Linked DNA regions of Sus scrofa: regions 2 and 3 are each linked to region 1. Evidence: chromatin contacts called from public HiChIP or PLAC-seq data. All regions are on one chromosome and are shown on one strand. Each heading gives the region's core, a stretch centred on a gene start, on an enhancer-like site or on the middle of the called end of the contact. The rest is flanking DNA. Distances are from core to core; before and after follow the strand shown.

Evidence for each region. HiChIP or PLAC-seq counts read pairs in DNA pulled down with a chosen protein or histone mark.
Region 2: a contact with region 1 is called in an H3K27ac HiChIP or PLAC-seq map of skeletal muscle. The contact joins two enhancer-like sites. A contact is called at or near these places in 4 of 47 Hi-C or Micro-C datasets (adipocytes, embryonic fibroblasts, epiblast stem cells and 1 more) and 2 of 2 datasets of contacts at active chromatin or transcription factors (alveolar macrophages and skeletal muscle).
Region 3: an H3K27ac HiChIP or PLAC-seq map of skeletal muscle shows a contact between it and region 1. The contact joins two enhancer-like sites. A contact is called at or near these places in 8 of 47 Hi-C or Micro-C datasets (alveolar macrophages, brain, embryonic fibroblasts and 4 more) and 1 of 2 datasets of contacts at active chromatin or transcription factors (skeletal muscle).

Annotation. Positions count from the first base shown.
Region 1 is chr14:43,223,426-43,226,428 of Sscrofa11.1, reverse strand. No RefSeq gene overlaps it. Among named protein-coding and RNA genes, the nearest start is that of CRYBB2, 19 kb to the right of the region's middle. Within about 2 kb of position 1,563, at least 7 of the 83 cell types and tissues checked have an H3K27ac peak or open chromatin away from gene starts, as enhancers often do. A contact at or near this core is called in skeletal muscle, where this site is marked.
Region 2 is chr14:43,449,598-43,452,600 of Sscrofa11.1, reverse strand. No RefSeq gene overlaps it. Among named protein-coding and RNA genes, the nearest start is that of MYO18B, 17 kb to the left of the region's middle. Within about 2 kb of position 1,535, at least 9 of the 83 cell types and tissues checked have an H3K27ac peak or open chromatin away from gene starts, as enhancers often do. A contact at or near this core is called in skeletal muscle, where this site is marked.
Region 3 is chr14:43,429,622-43,432,624 of Sscrofa11.1, reverse strand. GRK3 (beta-adrenergic receptor kinase 2) reads right to left here. Exons shown (of 21, transcript XM_001924379.7): 18 at 1,476-1,638. Among named protein-coding and RNA genes, the nearest start is that of MYO18B, 37 kb to the left of the region's middle. Within about 2 kb of position 1,569, at least 1 of the 83 cell types and tissues checked has an H3K27ac peak or open chromatin away from gene starts, as enhancers often do. A contact at or near this core is called in skeletal muscle, where this site is marked.

The DNA.
Region 1 (3,003 bases), core at 314-2,813:
AGGATAAGAATCCCTAATACCAGAATCCCTAGTTCTCATCCTGGGGTGATTTTCACTGCCTCTGCCATAGTTGGCTGTTCCGAAGGTGTTAGTGACATCTAGTGGACAGAGGCCAGCAATGCCCCTAATCATCTTGCAATGTACAGAACAGTCAGTTGAGACTCAAAACCTCTCAGGAGAGCTGAGGTTAAGAGCCCCGCCATAGAATGAAAACATTTATTGGATACTTTTCTTTAGAAGCTAAAGGAGATGGCTGGGATGGCACCAGGGTAGGAAGAAGCATTGACAGTTTAAAAGATAAAATCTACCTTTGTTCCCCAGCAGCTAGGCATCCTGCTCTGGACTCATCACTTCAAACATAAGCCTCACGCACCGGCTTCCAGATGAGAATGTTAAGGCTCAGTTGGTTAAGGCCACACAGCTAAGAAGAGTCAGGGTTCACATCTCACCCCATGACAGATTTCGGAGTCCCATGTTCTGGAAGGAATAATGGGGGAGGGTCACCAATTCAAGAAGGAGATGGAGGAGGGATCAACTCAAGCCCAAGGAGCAAGACAAGATTTCTTTCCTGCTGCCTGGTTTTCCCTAGACTGACAGTCTTTGCCTGGACATGACTGTTTCTAAGGAGGTTGGACCACCCATCCACCCATCCATCCAATATCTATCAAGCCTCAACTTTGCGCAGGGCTCGTGGTTAGATAGAATGCAAAATTAGACCTGGTCCTTGCCCTCAAGAAAACTTTAGTCTAGGAGGGAACTGAAATGAATTAAAGTACCGGACCAGTGTCAACCAACACGTGCGCTTAGGCCTTCAGCAGAGAAGAAAATTGCATGTCCCCAGAGGATTGGCCTCACCTGGGAAACCAGGGAAGACGCTGAGCTGGAATTTGAAGGCTGCTCGGGGGCTAATTAGGCCAACTGGGAGGCCCTGTGGCTGCACAGTTCATGATATGTTCAAAGTGCAGGAGAAAAGTGTATTTATGTAGGGACTAGCCCTCCAAGGTCTTGTGAGTCAATGACTCGGCTCTTTAGCCCAAGGGCAATGGGGAGCCATGGCAGGTTTTAAACGGGGGTGGGGGGTCATGATTGGATTTGCATTTTGAGAAGATTCCCTCTGACTGCTGTGTGCAGAGGGACCCCAGGGGGAGGCTGTTGGGTTTGTGAGAAAAGGGGACGATGCAGCTTGGATTGGGGGATTGGTGAGAAGTAGGTGGATTTAAGAGAAATTCAGGAGGTCAAAGGAGGATGGAAGTTCAGAGACCAACACAGAGAAATCACACACCTGTTCTGCTTCAAGCCTTTCCTTCAGGGCAGTTCTGCCAAAGCCTCTTGATGCTGGAGTCCATCCCCAATCAGCTTCCTCCCAGAGATGGGAGCGAGGTTTTGGTTTTAGGAGGCTTGTAATGGGCTGTGGCTCTGAGGCGGGCTTGCCTTCCAGCCTGGATTTCCCGCAGAGTCTGTCCAGAGGAGCCAGCAGGACACTGGGACCCGACAGCCCAGCCAGCAGCAAAAGCCCCAGTGAGAAGGAGGCTTGGGAAGGACTATTTTAGGCTCCCTATTTTTAAAAGCTCCGGTCAGGGCGCCCTGCCCGCCAGCCTCCCCAGTACTCCAGGCTTCAAAGGGCATCCCCTGAACTTCCATCGGCCAAGCACAGGGCACAGGACTGCACAGTGACTACCAGCAGCCAGGAAAAGGGCCCCCAGAGCAGCCGGGGAGAGTTCGGGGTGTGAGGGTTCAACAGCAGACAGGCGAATGACCCTGGGTCAGATAGAACTCTGGGCTCCAACCCGTTTTTCCATTTTCTCCCAGAGTGAACTTGAGCAAGCCATTACCCCCTCTGTAAGCCTCAGCTGCTCACGTGCAAAACAGGAATAACCCACCGTTTGTTCTAGGGCAGAGAGTAAATCCCCCACCTGTAACAATGTGCTTCTGCCCCGCTTTGATTGACAGGGCCGGGATCCAATCAGGGCCCTGCAGGCGGGCAGCCCTGAAGATGACGCTTTGCTGCCACCTGGTGGCTTGAAAGGGAAGTGGCTCCTAGAGGGCAGGAAGGAGAGGCAGAGCGGGTCCCTTGGATACCAGAGGAAAAGGGGACGCTGTCCATGCTCACATGGTGGGCGTTGGGAGGGTGGGGGAATCAGAGCACAGCCCACCCGGGGCAGAGAAAGAGGGATGGAGGGAGGAAGGTGAAGGAAAAAATAGGAAATGAACGGGGAGATAAAGAGAGAAAAACAGATGGAGAAAGAGAAAGATGGAGAAAGATGAAGTGATAAGAGCAGAAATAAAGACAGGTACCAAGAGAGACAGAAATACACACATATATAGAGACCAATCAGAGAGATATGGGGGGAGGGACAATGACCCCAACCAGATAACATGTCCAGTCTGTTCTTTCACTGAACAGAATGAAGTCTGAGAGACAGAGCATGTCATGGTCCTATGAACACAGGCCCTCTTCCTTGCCTGTGAAAGTCCATTCCTGCCTTGCTTCCCCAAGTGGCAGATTGTATTTTGTAAGGACAGCCCCCATAATATATCTCATCTCATACACTGACCTTCCTCTCATTGACTGGTGGGGGTTTTGTCTCCTCCCCTAGAACCTGGGTCCACCTACAGTAATCCTCTTCCAATGGAGCTTGGAGGAAATGATGCCGTGTGACTTCTGAGACCAAGTCACTAAGATACCAGGCGTCTTCTGCTTCCTCTTGTGACACTTTCTCTGAGAACCCAGCTACCAGGTTGTGGGGAAGCCAGTGACACGGGGTGTCCTCATGTTGGGGGTATCCAATCTGAGAGCTATAGTTGAGGTCCCAGCCAACTGCCAGCACACCTGGCCATGCAGTGGTCCACCCCAGCCTTCAAGCCACCCTAGATGACTCTATTTGAAGCAGAGATGAGCTGTCTCCATTGGGTCCTGCCTGGGTTGCACAAGTGTAAGCTAAATAAATGATGGCCATGCTTTTACCATGAAGTCTATAGTAGTTTGGTATGTTCAAATAGACA
Region 2 (3,003 bases), core at 286-2,785, 230 kb before region 1:
GCCAGAGAAAATTCCTCCTCTTAGATCAAATCAGCACCACATGAAATTTAACCCTTCATCCACCATCCACCCCCGCCCCACACTTTTGGAATAAAAAACTGGAATAAAATGGAATAAAAAACTCTTACCATCAAGGCTTATACTAAATAGTGCTGGAAAGGGAGTTTGGCTTCTTGACCATCAATTGACACCCAGTTAAGCAGAAATCACTGGGAACTGAGGAAAAATAACAAACCCTGCCACCGTCTGCTCGCTGAGATTCCACAGTGAAGCTTATCTCATGACTCAAAAAAATACATATTTTTTTTTAATAAGCAGCAACCAGGTCCTGTCCAGGGTGATCCTTAAAAATGTCCCCTCACCCCAGAGTTTTATCCTAAAATCCTTCCACGAAACACTCTTGTTTTCTAAGCAGGCAACCAGCAAAGGGAAGAGAGGCCTAGCAGGCTGATAACACCAGAAAGGCCTAAAATAGACAGAAAGGCCAGAGTCCTGCCACCGCAGCCCCCAACGCACATTCCGGAAAACTATGCCCATCAGCTCACAAGGGCCCATAGCAAAACCCAGCCCGACAGGTACCTGGTCTGCGCGGGGCCAAGGTCACAGGATCCACTCCTGCCCAAGGGGGTCTCCCCAGGTCGACGCACGGAGACCCCACCAAGCCCGGAGAGCAGGGACTGAGGAGAAATGTCGGGAGCTCCCCTCCCCACACCACACACACATCCCCTTCCCCGCCTGCTCCTCCCTGTCCTCCCCCTCCCTCGGCGCCAATGTGATAGCAGCAGCTGAGTCCACAAGTCATTTCTAAAATTAGCCGGTGAGCTCCAGGTCTGGCCAGGAGACGGCAGCCCCGGGTGGCCGTTGACCAGGCCATCAGAGCACATGGACATATTTGGTGGCGCGGAGCAGGGGAGGGGACAGCTCCCAACGCAAGCACATTCCCCTCCGCCACCCCTGTCTCCAGCAGCGGGCGGGCCGCACAGCCGCACTGCTGCCTCTGCTCCAGGCAGATAACCAGAGGCCACAGGACTTGGGCGAGGAGGAGAGCCTGGCTCCAGAAAGTAACCTTAACAAGTGCTGGTGTCTCTTGGTAAACAACCAACGAACGGAAACACGTGTGAGGAGGAGGCAGCTGCTGTCACACACACAGAGTCTTTAATGAGCTCATTTCCTATGCTCAAGGCTGATAACCCTAGGAAGTAGGGTTTCCTCACTCCCATTTCACAGACGGGGAAACTGAGTCACAGTCGCACTTACCTGAAGCAGTGGAGAGCCAAGGTTTGAACCCACGTCGTTCCGGCCCCAGAGGACACAGCCTTAAACACTGCGCCAAAGAGGATGCTCTAAAATGTGTTTTGTGTATGCGCTTGTCCGCTACCTGTGTCACCCACTCGGGTCCTTGGATTCTTTAATCCGTTGGAATTGATAAGAGGCCCTATGAGGAATTTGGGCTGGGCTTTAATGGGGCTACGGGAGGAAGGAGGGAGATCAAGCACTACCGTACTCTCCTCTAAGAGGGCGGGCCCGTCCTTAAATGAGATTAGGGAGGTGTGTGGGTTGGGCAGGAGGCGTGGCTTAGGTGGTCTGCTCACGCCCCGCCCCTCCGCCCCCCAACCCCGAGCAGTACCTCGCGCAGGGGTCCTGCGCAGTACCCTGCTTTTGCTCTGGGCAAAAGTTTGTCGCCTATTTTATCTTATTGTTTGTATCTTATTATTCCTAATTGCCCCAACTGTGCCTGCGGGCAGTTATTTTTAGTCTCTTTGTATTCTTTTGTCCAGGTACAAGCACTCCAGTAAAGGGTCCCGGGTCCAACTTAAAGCACCTGGAAAGAGAAAAGTAGGGGCTTGCATAGGTTAAGTATATCATGCATTCCCTTCAACTAAGGAGACTCAAATCCAGGTCTTGCTGACTTTGAAGCCAACAGTTATTGGAACACCACGAGCTGCTTTTCTTAAGAGTCATTTCCACCATTAGACAGGTTGTGACTCTGCTGTCCCCATGGCTGATTGAGCAATAGTTTTCCAAAGGAAACTATTATTTTCTTCTGGGTGTTGAAATTAGTGTTCAAGGGAGTTCCCGTCATGGCTCAGCGGTAATGAACTGACTAGGATCCATGAGGATGCACATTCGATCCCTGACCTTGCTCAGTGGGTTAAGGATCCGGTGTTGCCAAGAGCTGTGGTGTAGGTGGCAGACGTAGAGCCAGCATTGCTGTGGCTGTAGGCTGGCAGCTGTAGCTCTGATTTGACCCTTAACCTAGGAACTTCCATATGCCACACGTGTGGCCCTAAAAAGCAAAATAAATAAATAAGTAAATAAAAATTTTTAAAAAAAGGAAGAAGAAAATGAGTGTTCAGTAGAAGTTCATAGAGACGCAAAGTGTGGGCTGCTTTGGAAATAGCCGTCTATACAATCAACATGAGATTGAGGCGAGTCCCTGGGAGTCCCACGGAGAGTGGCATGGGACATCTTAGGCTGCTCCATGCAGAGAATTTGAAGGTGAGAGGTCCCCTAGAGCTATTTTCTCCATGTCATGCTAGATTGTCTAACATTGAAACGTGAAGCACCTTGTGGCACTTCCTGAAAACTCATTTGCTGGGGCTTTGCTGTCCTTTGTATCTTTTCATGGCTGTTGGTCTTAAATAGTGGGGGCAGATTCTCTGGGCTGGGGGCTGGGGTGGGGTGGGGTGGGGTCTTCATAAACTGAGAGCTGCAGGGATGGTTAAGTTGACTTAAAGGGATGTGTCTGCGCCTCGGGTCTCTGCGGAAATCTGCTTTATTCCCCTGGTACCCATGGCGGGTGGATTTTCAACACCCAGGACAATCCAGTATTGCTCTGACCTCGGCATGATTTAGGGACTTGTAAGCACCATTTTGTCACCGGCTGAGTATTTATCTCTGTCTCCAGGCTCTGTCCCCTAGGTGGGAGGAAAGGACTAGAAAGTGAAGGCACACTGACGGAGTCCCCAGGGAAGGGTGCTGTCTGGTTCTTCCAGTGCAATT
Region 3 (3,003 bases), core at 320-2,819, 210 kb before region 1:
GGGCCTGTTCCAGGAGTACTGGATTCAGCAGCAGAGAAAAGAGACAAAAGACCTCACCTTTGGGGACGTTATATTCTAGTGGGAGATCCAGGTAAAAAACAAATAAGCAAAACCCATGTTGTACCACTTGGACATAAGCAGGAAGGAAAAGAATGAAGGAGGGAGGGGCCGGGGAGGGTCAGAGGCAATGGGGTGTGGTTTGTGGAGTTGCCATTTTAATGGGAAAAGTGTATACATTTAGAAAGTATATTTAAAGTATAAGTCTTATATTTTTACTTCAGAGATTTAAGCCTAAACGTCATTGTTCTGTCAGGGTGACTTCTGAGATCTTCAACCAAGATCCAGGTATCCCTGAATTACTTATATAGGAAGATAAATTCATTAATTTGCTAGATGTGCTGCTTGCAGCTCTAATTAAAAAGACACTTCAACAAGGTCATTAAGACATGCATTTTTTTTTCTTCTGGGTCCAAATCATCAAGATTCTGGTGACATCACGGCTCTCCCCTGGGCAAGTTACTGCAGGTATAACTTCCTGTGTGTTCTGGCGCCGCAGTCCTGAGTGATCTCAGTGGGCCCATTCTCTAAAGGACAGCTTAGGAATAAGTCCCATTTCCCCTCAGAATGGAGGGGAGCACAGTTAAGGGCTGTCGTGTTCCACTGGTGGTTTTTAGGTAAGGAATCATTCATCCAGGACTGAGGACACCTTTCTAAATAGATGAAATATGCTCCCGGGGAACAGTCAACAAGACCCAGGAATCCTGCATCAAGATACTTCCATCTGGGAATTCCTACTGTGGCACAGCAGTAATAGACACGACTAGTAAGATGTGGGTTCGACCTGACCTTGCTCAGCGGGTTAAGAGTCCGGCATTGCCAATAGCTTCAGCGTAGTTCGTAGATTCGGCTTGGATATGGTGTTGCTGAAGTTGTGGGCCAGCAGCTGCAGCTCCAAGTTGACCCCTAGCCTGGGAATTTCCATATGCTGAACGTGCAGCCCTAAAAAGGAAAATAAGAAAAAAGAAAAAAAGCAAACTGTTCATAGACTGAAACCGTTCCCTGTCATTCTTATTACATATTAACCTCAAAGAGGTCTTTGCTTAGATGTAAAACAGAAAGATGTATTATCATAATCACTCGGTACAATACATTTAAATATCCAAATCCATCATGTCTTAGAAAAATCAAGAGTGACTTCAATGAAACAAACGTTCAAATTGGCCCCCAAACTCTCCAAAGTAAGAAGGCATATTGACAAAAGTACTGCTGGCTACGTATTATTTATTTGTGGACTAAAGACTTTGAAATATCATCTCACACCCAACTTTTCCAAGCCTGATAAAACAAAAACAATTTATGGCGTTTCCCTCCTCTATTAGGAAGTACTTTATGACCCAGATACCGTTTTCAGCTTTACAAGAAATCTTGAAAATTCATTGCATTAGAAATATCTTGAGACACACCAGCTATTTTACCTTCTTCATGGCCAAGTTGCTTATTTTTAGCTCTCTTCCTGGCCTCTATTTTATCCGTGTCTGCATTTACTGCTTCGTAAACTGTTTCCGCCACTTCCTGCTGCCAGCGCTCGGAGATCACCAGAGGGAAGTTCTTGTAGAGTTCTTGGTCGCAATCAAGAAGCTTATTAATTTTAAGAAATCAAGATATTTATGATTTAACATGCTTACAAAGGCAAAAGATTCAAAAGCACCATAACTGTGTGTAGGAAGATAACTAGATGACAACCTATAACCACTTAGGGACAATTTATTCGTCGTCCAAAACCAATGATAATCAAACAACTAGGATACACAAAGGGTGATAACCCTGGGTCGGTTTGGTTCAGCCTAATCTTCTGCAGCACCATTGCTGTGTTTTTACCAATGAAAACGAACATATACAGGGTTTTAGTTTAAGTACTATAAGAATCTGACCACAAAATAAAATTTCAATTACAGTAAGGATATTTTATTTGTAAAACCAGGAAAACAGATCCCTATGGTTTCAGATATAGTTCCAGGAAGGCTTTCTAACCTCCCTCCACTCATCTGGAAAGTAAAAAAAAAAAAAAAGAAAGGTGAACTAGGCTGAATTTACCATTCGTCCCAGGAAGCTTCCAACCAATCCATGCTGAGTAGGGTGATCATAAAGCTTGAGACACATGGAAAGTTTAGGCAACCTGGCCTTTCAGAGGGGCTATCATAAAAATTACCCTTAAAGATAGCATTTCTCTTCCAAACTATTACTCAAAATTCTCCACTCTTCCCCCTCAGTGAGGCTGAGCTGTGACGGGGAGCTGAGGAAATGGCTTTATGCATTTGAGCTACAGTTTTGTGGCAGAAAGGCGAGCGATCGGGCTGATGGAAAATAATACGCTTGTAGAGACAAAAAAGCACAGGTCTCTTTAAAAGCTTGACTCGCTCACTCCCTGGCCTGAGGGATAATTACGGGAGAGATATTATTACGGGCAAGTTATTTAGAAGGAAAAGGGAGAAAGACCAAGAGTGAGGCACTGCCCACAGGCCTTTAGAGAATCATCGAGACACTGAGGGAACCTGAACTCTCCACCCACCCTTAACTGATGTTATTCTGATGTGTTGATTCTGAGATCAAAACATGCACAGTTTTTCCCCTTTGTCTTCTGCAAACTTTGCCCAAACCAAGCCTAGCTCTGAAACCTCTGGTTGTTAGGAGTGTGTGTGAGTGAGTATGTGTGTGTTGCGGGGTGGGGGGGTGTGGTGGGGAGTTGGAGCATCAAGGCCAGAAGAAGGGCACTAGGACAGCTTCTGGAGTGTTTGGCAGAAGTCAAAATCCCTCCTTTCCAAAGCAGGTGCTCTGAAATGGACCACCCTGCTTTGTATACAAACGGTTCCACCTTCATAAGGTCACAGAACCTTGGTCTTTACGAAGGTTCTGTGAAAAATGTGAAAAATGAATAAAACCTTTACATGAAGTGAGCTTTTTTTTTTTCTTTCCCCTTTAAGAATTAGGTATTACTTGGGCCGC